Regions from separate parts of the Macaca mulatta genome. Here region 1 is linked to region 2. The links are chromatin contacts, called in public Hi-C maps. All regions are on one chromosome and are shown on one strand. The core of a region is the stretch at or near the end of the contact, and the rest is flanking DNA. Distances in the headings are between cores, read along the strand shown. Region 1 holds the start of KIF27 (kinesin family member 27). Region 2 holds the start of UBQLN1 (ubiquilin 1).

Region 1 (3,955 bases), core at 1,009-3,508, 230 kb before region 2:
CCATAGTTGCTCCCACCAGAAGGCCAGGTTTCCTATTCTTGCACATCACACAGGGTTTGCCCGTCACTCTTAGAGCCTCCTTTGACTTAGGTGGGAGGCTGCTTACTCTCCAACCCGCAAGGCCCAAGACCCCTTGACTCCACTGCCCAGTCTTTCTTACAGACACTTAAAAAAGAGATAGGATTGGAATTTGAATGGAATTAGCTTAGTCCTGCTATAAATCCTAGGGAGGAAGGGTTGGCAATGACTGGCATTCACTTTACAGTGTGGGGAACTTAAGTACTTAACTCCTTTTCTCTAACTCTGGACTCAAGACATCAATTTGGGGACAAAGGAAAATGCCCCATTCTAATGCTGTTAGGCATTTGCTGACCTCCTCTCTGCAATTGTGTGGCCTCTTGAGAACTTCTGTTGAGACTTCCGGGTATTCCCAGACTTAAATTGTTACGTACTATTAATCATTGAAGCTTTGTCAGCAGACCAGTTTGACTCAGCAATTCACAGTCATGATGTGAGTTTGTTTTCAAAAAGAGTTCTAAAAATGCAGCATAATCAATTCAAATCTTAGAATTTTAAAAATTATGTATTATTTATTATTTTTTTGAGGTAGAGTCTCATTCTGTCACCCAGGCTGGAATGCAGTGGTGCAACGATGGCTCACTGCAGCCTTGACCACCCAGGCTCAAACGATCCTCCTACCTCCGCCTCCAGAGTAGCTGGAACTGCAGGCATGCTCGGCCACACCCGACTAAGTTTTGATTTTTTGTAGGGATTGGGGGGGGGGGTCTCATTATGTTGCCCAGGCTGGTCTCGAACTCCTGGGCTCAAGTGATCCTCCCAGTTCAGCCTCCCAAAGTGCTGAGATTATAGGTGTGAGCCACTGTGCCCAGCCTGAATTTTTAAAAATTTAAATAATTCAGTTAAAAGAAAAAAAAAAAACCATAAATAGTCAGCTTTTTTCCCCACCTTCATTCGTATATTTCATGAGAGAAGGAAGTATTTTTGAAGATGCTTAGATTGTGCTACTAAAAACAGGAGGCACTAAAGCTTTTAAAGCTAAATTGGTAAAGTTAAATACTACGATGCAACCCAGCAATTCCACTCTTAGGTCCATACCTAAAAAACCTGAAAACAGGCCCGGCGGGGTGGCTCACGCCTATAATCCCAGCACTTTGGGAGGCCGAGGTGGGCGCATCACCCGAGGTCAGGAGTTCGAGACCAGCCTGCCCAACATGGTGAAACCCCGTCTCTACTAAAAATACAGAAAACTTAGCCGGGCGTGGTGGCACATGCCTGTAATCCCAGCTACTCCGGGGGCTGAGGCAGGAGAATGGCTTGAACCCATGAGGTGGAGGTTGCGTTGAGCCTAGATAGCGCAATTGCATTCCAGCCTGGGCAATAAGAGTGGAACTCCATCTAAAGGGCCGGGCGCGGTGGCTCACGGCTGTAATCCCAGCACTTTGAGAGGCCGAGGCGGATGGATCACAAGGTCAGTGGAGATCAAGACCATCCTGGCTAACACAGTGAAACCCCATCTCTACTAAAAATACAAAAAATTAGCCGGGTGTGGTGGCACGCGCCTGTGGTCCCAACTACTCGGGAGGCTGAGGCAGGAGAATCGCTTGAACCCGGGAGGCGGAGCTTGCAGTGATCCGCGATCATGCCACTACATTCCAACCTGGGCGACAGAGCGCGACGCCGTCTCAAAAAAAAAAAAGAAGTCCTGATAGTTGTTACAACATGACTGTAGCTTGAAAACATTAAGCAAAAGAAGCTAGACACAAAAGGTCATATACTGAATGCTTCCATCAATAATGAAATGCCCAGAATAGGTAAATCTATCATAGAGTCAGAAAGTAGATTAGTGGCTGGCTGGGGTTGTGGGGAGAGGGGAACTGGAAGGAATGACTAACTGGTTTGGAGATTTTCTTTTGGGGTTATGAAAATGTTTCTGAACTATATACAGAGGTGATAGTTTAATGCACTGTGAAGGCATTAAACGCCACTGAATTGTAAGTTTTAAGATGGTTTATGTTATGCAAGTTTTACTCAATAAAAATAAAAATAAACTGAATTGGTAGCTAAGATATTGAAACACAGTGTGGAATCGTTCTCATTCATTTCACGAACCCGTGGAAAGATGCTTCCGCTCAGGCCTCACAGACCGGTCCCAGCGCGTTAGTGGGACACAACTCGGGTTTGCAGGGAAGCCCGAGAGCTGGCCTTTTGCGGACTTCCTGGGGACGCAGGACTCTTGCGCACGGGCTTGGGGACGTGCCCAGGTTCGGGGGCGGGGCCAGGACGCCGCGACCCGGGGAGGACGCGGCGGGAGGCGGGCTTCGCCGGTTGCCAGGAGAACCCGCGACAACAAAAGACGCGGGCGGCGGCGGCGCGGCGTGGCAGAGCGAAGCTGAGGAGTCCAGCCCTCGCCGCCAGGGCCCTGGGCTGTCCCGAGCCGGTCAGTGCGCGGCGGGCCTGGCCGGGCGGTGCGGGGAAGTGGGGCGCCCTCCCTTTCGCGGCACCCGCCCTCCAGCCCGCCGCGCCCGCGCTCCCAGCCCGCCGTTGGGACTAGTAGGCGCCGGCTTGGGGTCTGGGCCGTCGCGGGGTGGGAGCCAGAGGGTGGGCGGTAGGGGCGCCAGCGAGGCCTATGGGGGTGCCCGAGGGGTCTGGGGTCAGGAATGGGAGCCCGGCGAACGACTGGAGGCAGAGCGCCCCTTCCGGAGAAAGCTGGCTCAGCCCTGAGGAGCGGGGCCTGGGGAACGGGGATCGACCCCAACGCGGGACTCGGCCCCCCGGAGCGCACCCCGTGTTCGTCTCGTGTAGCTGCACGGCGTGAGGTGCGACGCGAGGGCCACCACCACCGAGCGCTTTGTTTTGTCGCAGGCGTCTTTTTCCCACTGTAGAGGTTGAAACTTCGGCGCATTCAAGCTCGAGAGCTCCCTCCCTCGGAGGCAGGTGCTGTAAAGAGCAAAGCGCCCCGATTCTTTCTTTGAAACACCTTTTAAGTAACACCGCCGTCTCCAGTGTTGAAAATCTTTGTTGTTTGCTTTTCTTTACTCCTTTGTCTTTACGCATTTGGGGCCTTTTCTGAGCTCCTCATGCGATTTACTATCCATCTACTGGGAAGTTTCTTATGAAAATAATTAACAAACCACACATTTCAGACAACCACTGCTTTCTGGGAAATCAAGGGGACGGGATGGCAGCGGTTTTTGGAGACACTCATTCCTGACCAGTGACATGACATGAGGGATTAAATATTTCTCTTGCCTTTCCTCAGATTTCAAAAACCCATTGAGTATACTTAAATACGACCAGCCAATCAGATTTCGCCTTTTTTCATTTATTGGTGACATAATACGTATGTTTCTGATGACTATAATTGATCAGAATCTGAAGAAGTATAAGTGCTATGGATTGTGGAAAAACTTTGTTTCTTGTATATTGATGTTTTACAAGCCCTATGTTTGTGGACCCTTATTATTGTTTGTTTTGTTTTGAGACAGGGTCTCGCTCTGTTACTCAGGCTAGAGTGCAGTGGCACATTGCAGCCTCAACCTTCCGGGCTCAAGCAATCCTCCAACCTCAGCCTTCCAAGTAGCTGGGACTACAGGTGCGTCACCACTGCCTGGCCCATTCTTGTATTTTTAGTAGAGACAGAGTTTCACCCTGTTGCCCAGGCTGGTCTGTAACTCGTGGGCTGAAGTGATCCACCTGCCTTGGCCTCCCAAAGTGCTGGGATTACAGGCATGAGCCACCGTGCCTGGCCCCGTTATTATTTTTTTTAATGCTTAGAATAAGTTTCAGTTGCCTTTATAACCAAATTGTTTATAGATATTACCATTAAAAACCCCAAGAAATGAGGCTGGGCATGGTGGCTCATATCTGGAATCCCAGTACCTTGGGAGGCTGAGGCGGGTGGATCTCTTCAGCCCAGGAGGTCGAGACCAGCCTG
Region 2 (4,394 bases), core at 1,572-4,071:
ATTTTTGAGTAGGGTAGTAACATGATGAAGGCATGTTATTTCTAGCACTTATATGACATATGTAGTACCTCGTATTAAAGGTATGTTCCTGGACACAAGATTAGAGGATTAACGTTTGTTAGAGGATACTCAGTGAATTCTTATTGATTGACTGAATCATTTTGTCAAAAAAGAATTATTCCATCATGTGAATAATAACCTTCTATCAATATACTTGAACTCTGAATAATGGATTTTCTCAAAATGGGACTTCTTCAGTTGCAGCTGGCTCATACTGGCTTGTGAGGGCTTACTGGTAAAATTTCACATGTTTTGTGAGGAAGGTGATCTCAAGTTGGTAACCATTTGCAAGATTTACATCAAGGAAATTGGCAAATGTAATAAATCAAAGTTTATTTTCAGGAGGACTGGTTATTAGTCATTTACCAGCACATCACTGCCAATTTCCCTCCCATCCCTTACCCCCACCATCCAACTATCACTTCAAGTTTTTTGACAGCAGAAACTGAGTCTTATTATTCTTGTATGCTCAGTACAGTATTATACAGTATTAGGGCATTAATTGTGATAAAATGTACTCTTAAAATTTTATCCAGACCATTTAACAAACAAAAACCATTCAGAAGAAAATGCCACAAATAAACATCTAGACCTGGGGTTGGCAAACTATCTTCTGTGGGCCAAATCAGATCTTATGTCTGTTTTTATCTTGCAAGTAGAGTTTTTAGTAAACACGCTGTGATTATTCATGTATGTATTGTCAACGGTTACTCTGTGATACAAGGACATAGCTTAGTGTTTTAGACTGAGATCCTGTGGCCCACAAAGCCTAAAATATTAGGTTGGTGCATAAATAATTGCGGTTTTTGCTTTTTTTTTTTTTTTGGCACCAGCCTAATATTTACTATCCAGCCCTCCCAGAAAGTTGACTAATCTCTGATTTACACCATGGTCCCCACCACCTCCAATGTCTCTTACAGGTCAGGATTATATCAAAAAAGTGCCCTAACAATGGATAACTATACAGTATCTTCTTACAGGTAAATCTTATTACCTTATAATGTCACACACATCAAACATTTTTAGACAATGTAGACACAGATAATTGCAAAGTCCATAAATGCATGGAGACACACACACACACACACACACACACACACACACACACGGTATTTGCTGGAGAATCAAGAGAAAAACCGTCAAGTCTTCCTGGAGCATGTGATATAGGATGCATAGAAGTTAGACAGGTGAAGGCAAGGAGAAAGTCATTCTAGGTAGAGGAAGGCAGCTTAGGCAAAGCGTGCAGGTAAGACACAGCATGACAGGGAAAAACAGGTAATGAGGAGCTGATGAAGTTGAGGAGAAATTTTATTTAGACATATGGAAGAAATTCCAAATGATTGATTGTCCAGTTGTGGCACTTTCTATCTTGAGAAGCAGTGATTACCTCACACCTAGACATAACCAAGTAGTCATCCTTCATTAAGCAGAAGGCCTTGTTATTTGAGCCACGCTGCCAGAAATTTAGGTGATATCAAATGATGTCTATCCTGAAATCGATACCCTCAGAATTCTCTTAGACCCAGATTCCATATAGCTCTGCTAAAAAGTCGTGTTTATGTAACAGTATTTATTCTGAGAACAGGGTTGGACGGCTTAGGAGCAGAAATGCAAAATGTATCTTTGCGGATTTGGGTCACCATGGGCTGTCAGGATTTAAATTGTGCAACACTGATTAATATAGTTAATGTGCTGGTTTGTACTTTCCTTGCAAGTCATCTTTAAAACCAAATGATATAATTTCAAATTCGGATTCTCAGAGATAATTTATTTCTATCTGTATTACACTGAAAATAATTTTGGAACTATCTTTAATGCCACTTAAAGCCTGACATTGAGCAGTAACTTGATAGAATAGAAAGTGAACACCTCAGCTATATTACATTGTCCCAGTTGGGTGGACACTCCTCGGGCACCCTGTTCCGCCCTACACACTGTAGGAAATCGAGTTCACAGAGAATCGGGGGGCGCTCGCGCACAGCTGTCATCGCAGCAGCAGAGGCCACTGTCAATACAGGTCGCCTGATTGATCGTCTGACCAAACAGGGCTAACCCGAGGGCGGTAAATAAGTTCTGGCCACGAAGCAATGACTCCGCGGGATTGCGCAGGGCAGTCACAGGCGTTTACTCCATTTTCTGTTTGTTGTGCTGTGGACCTTTCCGCCATTAACTTATCCCAACTCCCCCGCATAGGGCAATACCAGCCCTCCAAATATGAAACGCTAAGCATATTAAAATAACAACAAAATACCTCGCCGCTATTTTATCACCAGACCCTCCTCCCAGCGGGGAACGCAGAGTAGGCAGAGAGGCAAGGCAGGGCAAGGCGACTGTGACAGCGCGGAGGGCTGAGCATTGCCCAGCCGGGAATGAAGTAAGGTGGGGAGATTACCTGGACCGCGAGCGCGCAGGCGCATCCGCGGTCGCAGGGCCCACTGGTCCCTTTCTAGTAATTTCGCTAACCTTGACGTCATCTCGGTGCGCCGTTACAGCGCTTAACTGGAAACTGCAATTTAGTTTTTGGTGAAGGGAACGGAAAAAAACCATGAACTGAGCTGCCCCGCCCCATTTTGCTTTTAGTCCTTCACACTGGCTTCGCCTACACTTTGGGCAATGGAGCGGGAAAGGAAAAGGCACGTAGGCTGAGCTCAAAGCGGCGCCAGCCAGGGATGACTCGGCGACGCCGCCAGGCGCGTTACCCGGCGTGCTCCGCGCGGCGCCGGCGAAGGGACGTGGGGGAAGGGGCAGGGAGGAGGAAGCGGTGGCTGCTGCGGATGTCGATGTGAGCGAGCGGCGCCTGAACACACGGCGACTGCCGAGCGCCTGACCCGGGCCTGCGCCAGAGCCTGCACCGAGCTCCGAGGCCCCACACCCGCTAGGGTGGCCCTGCGCCCGTTGCTAGTGAGGCGGCGTGCTCTGCATTCTTCGCTGTCCAGGCCTGTCGGCTTTGGTGTCTGCTGGCTCCTCCTTGCTCGCCTGCTCACTCCTGCTTGCCTGAGTCACCGCCGCCGCCGCTGCAGCCATGGCCGAGAGTGGTGAAAGCGGCGGTCCTCCGGGCTCCCAGGATAGCGCTGCCGGAGCCGAAGGTGCTGGCGTCCCCGCGGCCGCTGCCTCCGCGGAGCCCAAAATCATGAAAGTCACCGTGAAGACACCGAAGGAAAAGGAGGAATTCGCCGTGCCCGAGAATAGCTCCGTCCAGCAGGTGAGGTCGCCTGGTGCTCGGGCCGGGATGGGGGTGGCGGCAGGACCTCCGCCCGCCGCGCCAAGAGACCTTTTGGGAAGGACCTGGGAGAGGGGTCATCCTCCCAGGTGCCCTCGGCCATTCTCCCGGGCGTCGTCCCAAATTAGATCACACCCAAGTTAGTGGGTTTGCGCTTTGGGACACCGCAGTGGTTTGTGGCGTGGCGGCGCGGCCTGTTTGTGGGACGGGCCGATGCCGCTTTTCTCGGAGCCTTCTTTCCCTGGCATCCGCCGACCCTCAGCCTCCTCCCCCAGTTCCCCGCCCTCCGTCGCCTCCCCTCCAATTCCTCACAAAGGAAAGGGACCCACCGCTAGGCTCCGGGCGGGGTGGAGGCTGGGCGGGGGCGAGGGTTCGCTTTAGCTCAGGCTGCGGTTTTGCTTTATGAATTAAAAAAGGGGTTGGGTGGGATCCTCGTTGTTTTACGTGCCTGCTTGTTAAGATAGGTTTTGGGGTGAGGTGCACGTGTATATTTAGTTCTGCATTTTAACTCCTGAAATCTTTCCCACCTTGCAACCTTTTTAAAAAAATTATGACGTAGAAACCGATTTTAGCTCCATCTTAAGTAATAGTAATAGTACTAGGTTTAAGGAGAAAAGTGAATGACTTTCTTTCATTGATGACTTGCTCTTTCCCTTTTAGTATGTTTATCATCTCTTAGATGCCAGTCATTGGGTAGGTTTTTGTTTGATTTTAGAGAGGCGATAGCGATGTTGATATTAGCTGTTGCAGCCAAATAAAAGAAAATTGGAGTTAATGGAGAATATTACTTAAACTTCGTTCAGGAATACAAATCTTGCAGTTAATTAAGATCCTTGGTGGAATTTAACAAATAATTTTAGTGTATTGTTGAATACGTCGTATTTTCCATGATTATTGACTTAATCTCTGAAGATCGCACACAACGTGAACAGTTTGTGACAGGAAACAATCAACAATTCCTGAAATGTACCTATCAGAGTCCCCAGGGACTGTAGGGGATTGGGATATTGGTTTAGCGAGTTCCAAAGGTAGTGTGTTTTGTGAGGCAGTGAGGTGTGTAACATCGAATGAGAGAAACTTTTACCATCAACGGAATTTATCACTCTTTTTTTTT

The links. A called contact is a pair of places that touch in the nucleus more often than the background predicts.
Region 1: a contact with region 2 is called in a Hi-C map of liver, with 2.4 times the contacts expected there. The contact joins the promoter of KIF27 here to the promoter of UBQLN1 in region 2. A contact is called at or near these places in 2 of 14 Hi-C or Micro-C datasets (fetal cortical plate and liver).

What each region holds. Positions count from the first base shown.
Region 1 is chr15:114,859,526-114,863,480 of T2T-MMU8v2.0, reverse strand. KIF27 (kinesin family member 27) reads left to right here and starts at 2,258. Exons shown (of 18, transcript XM_015118008.3): 1 at 2,258-2,458.
Region 2 is chr15:114,633,935-114,638,328 of T2T-MMU8v2.0, reverse strand. UBQLN1 (ubiquilin 1) reads left to right here and starts at 2,821. Exons shown (of 10, transcript XM_015118003.3): 1 at 2,821-3,262. The coding sequence starts at 3,083. It also overlaps the pseudogene LOC114672828.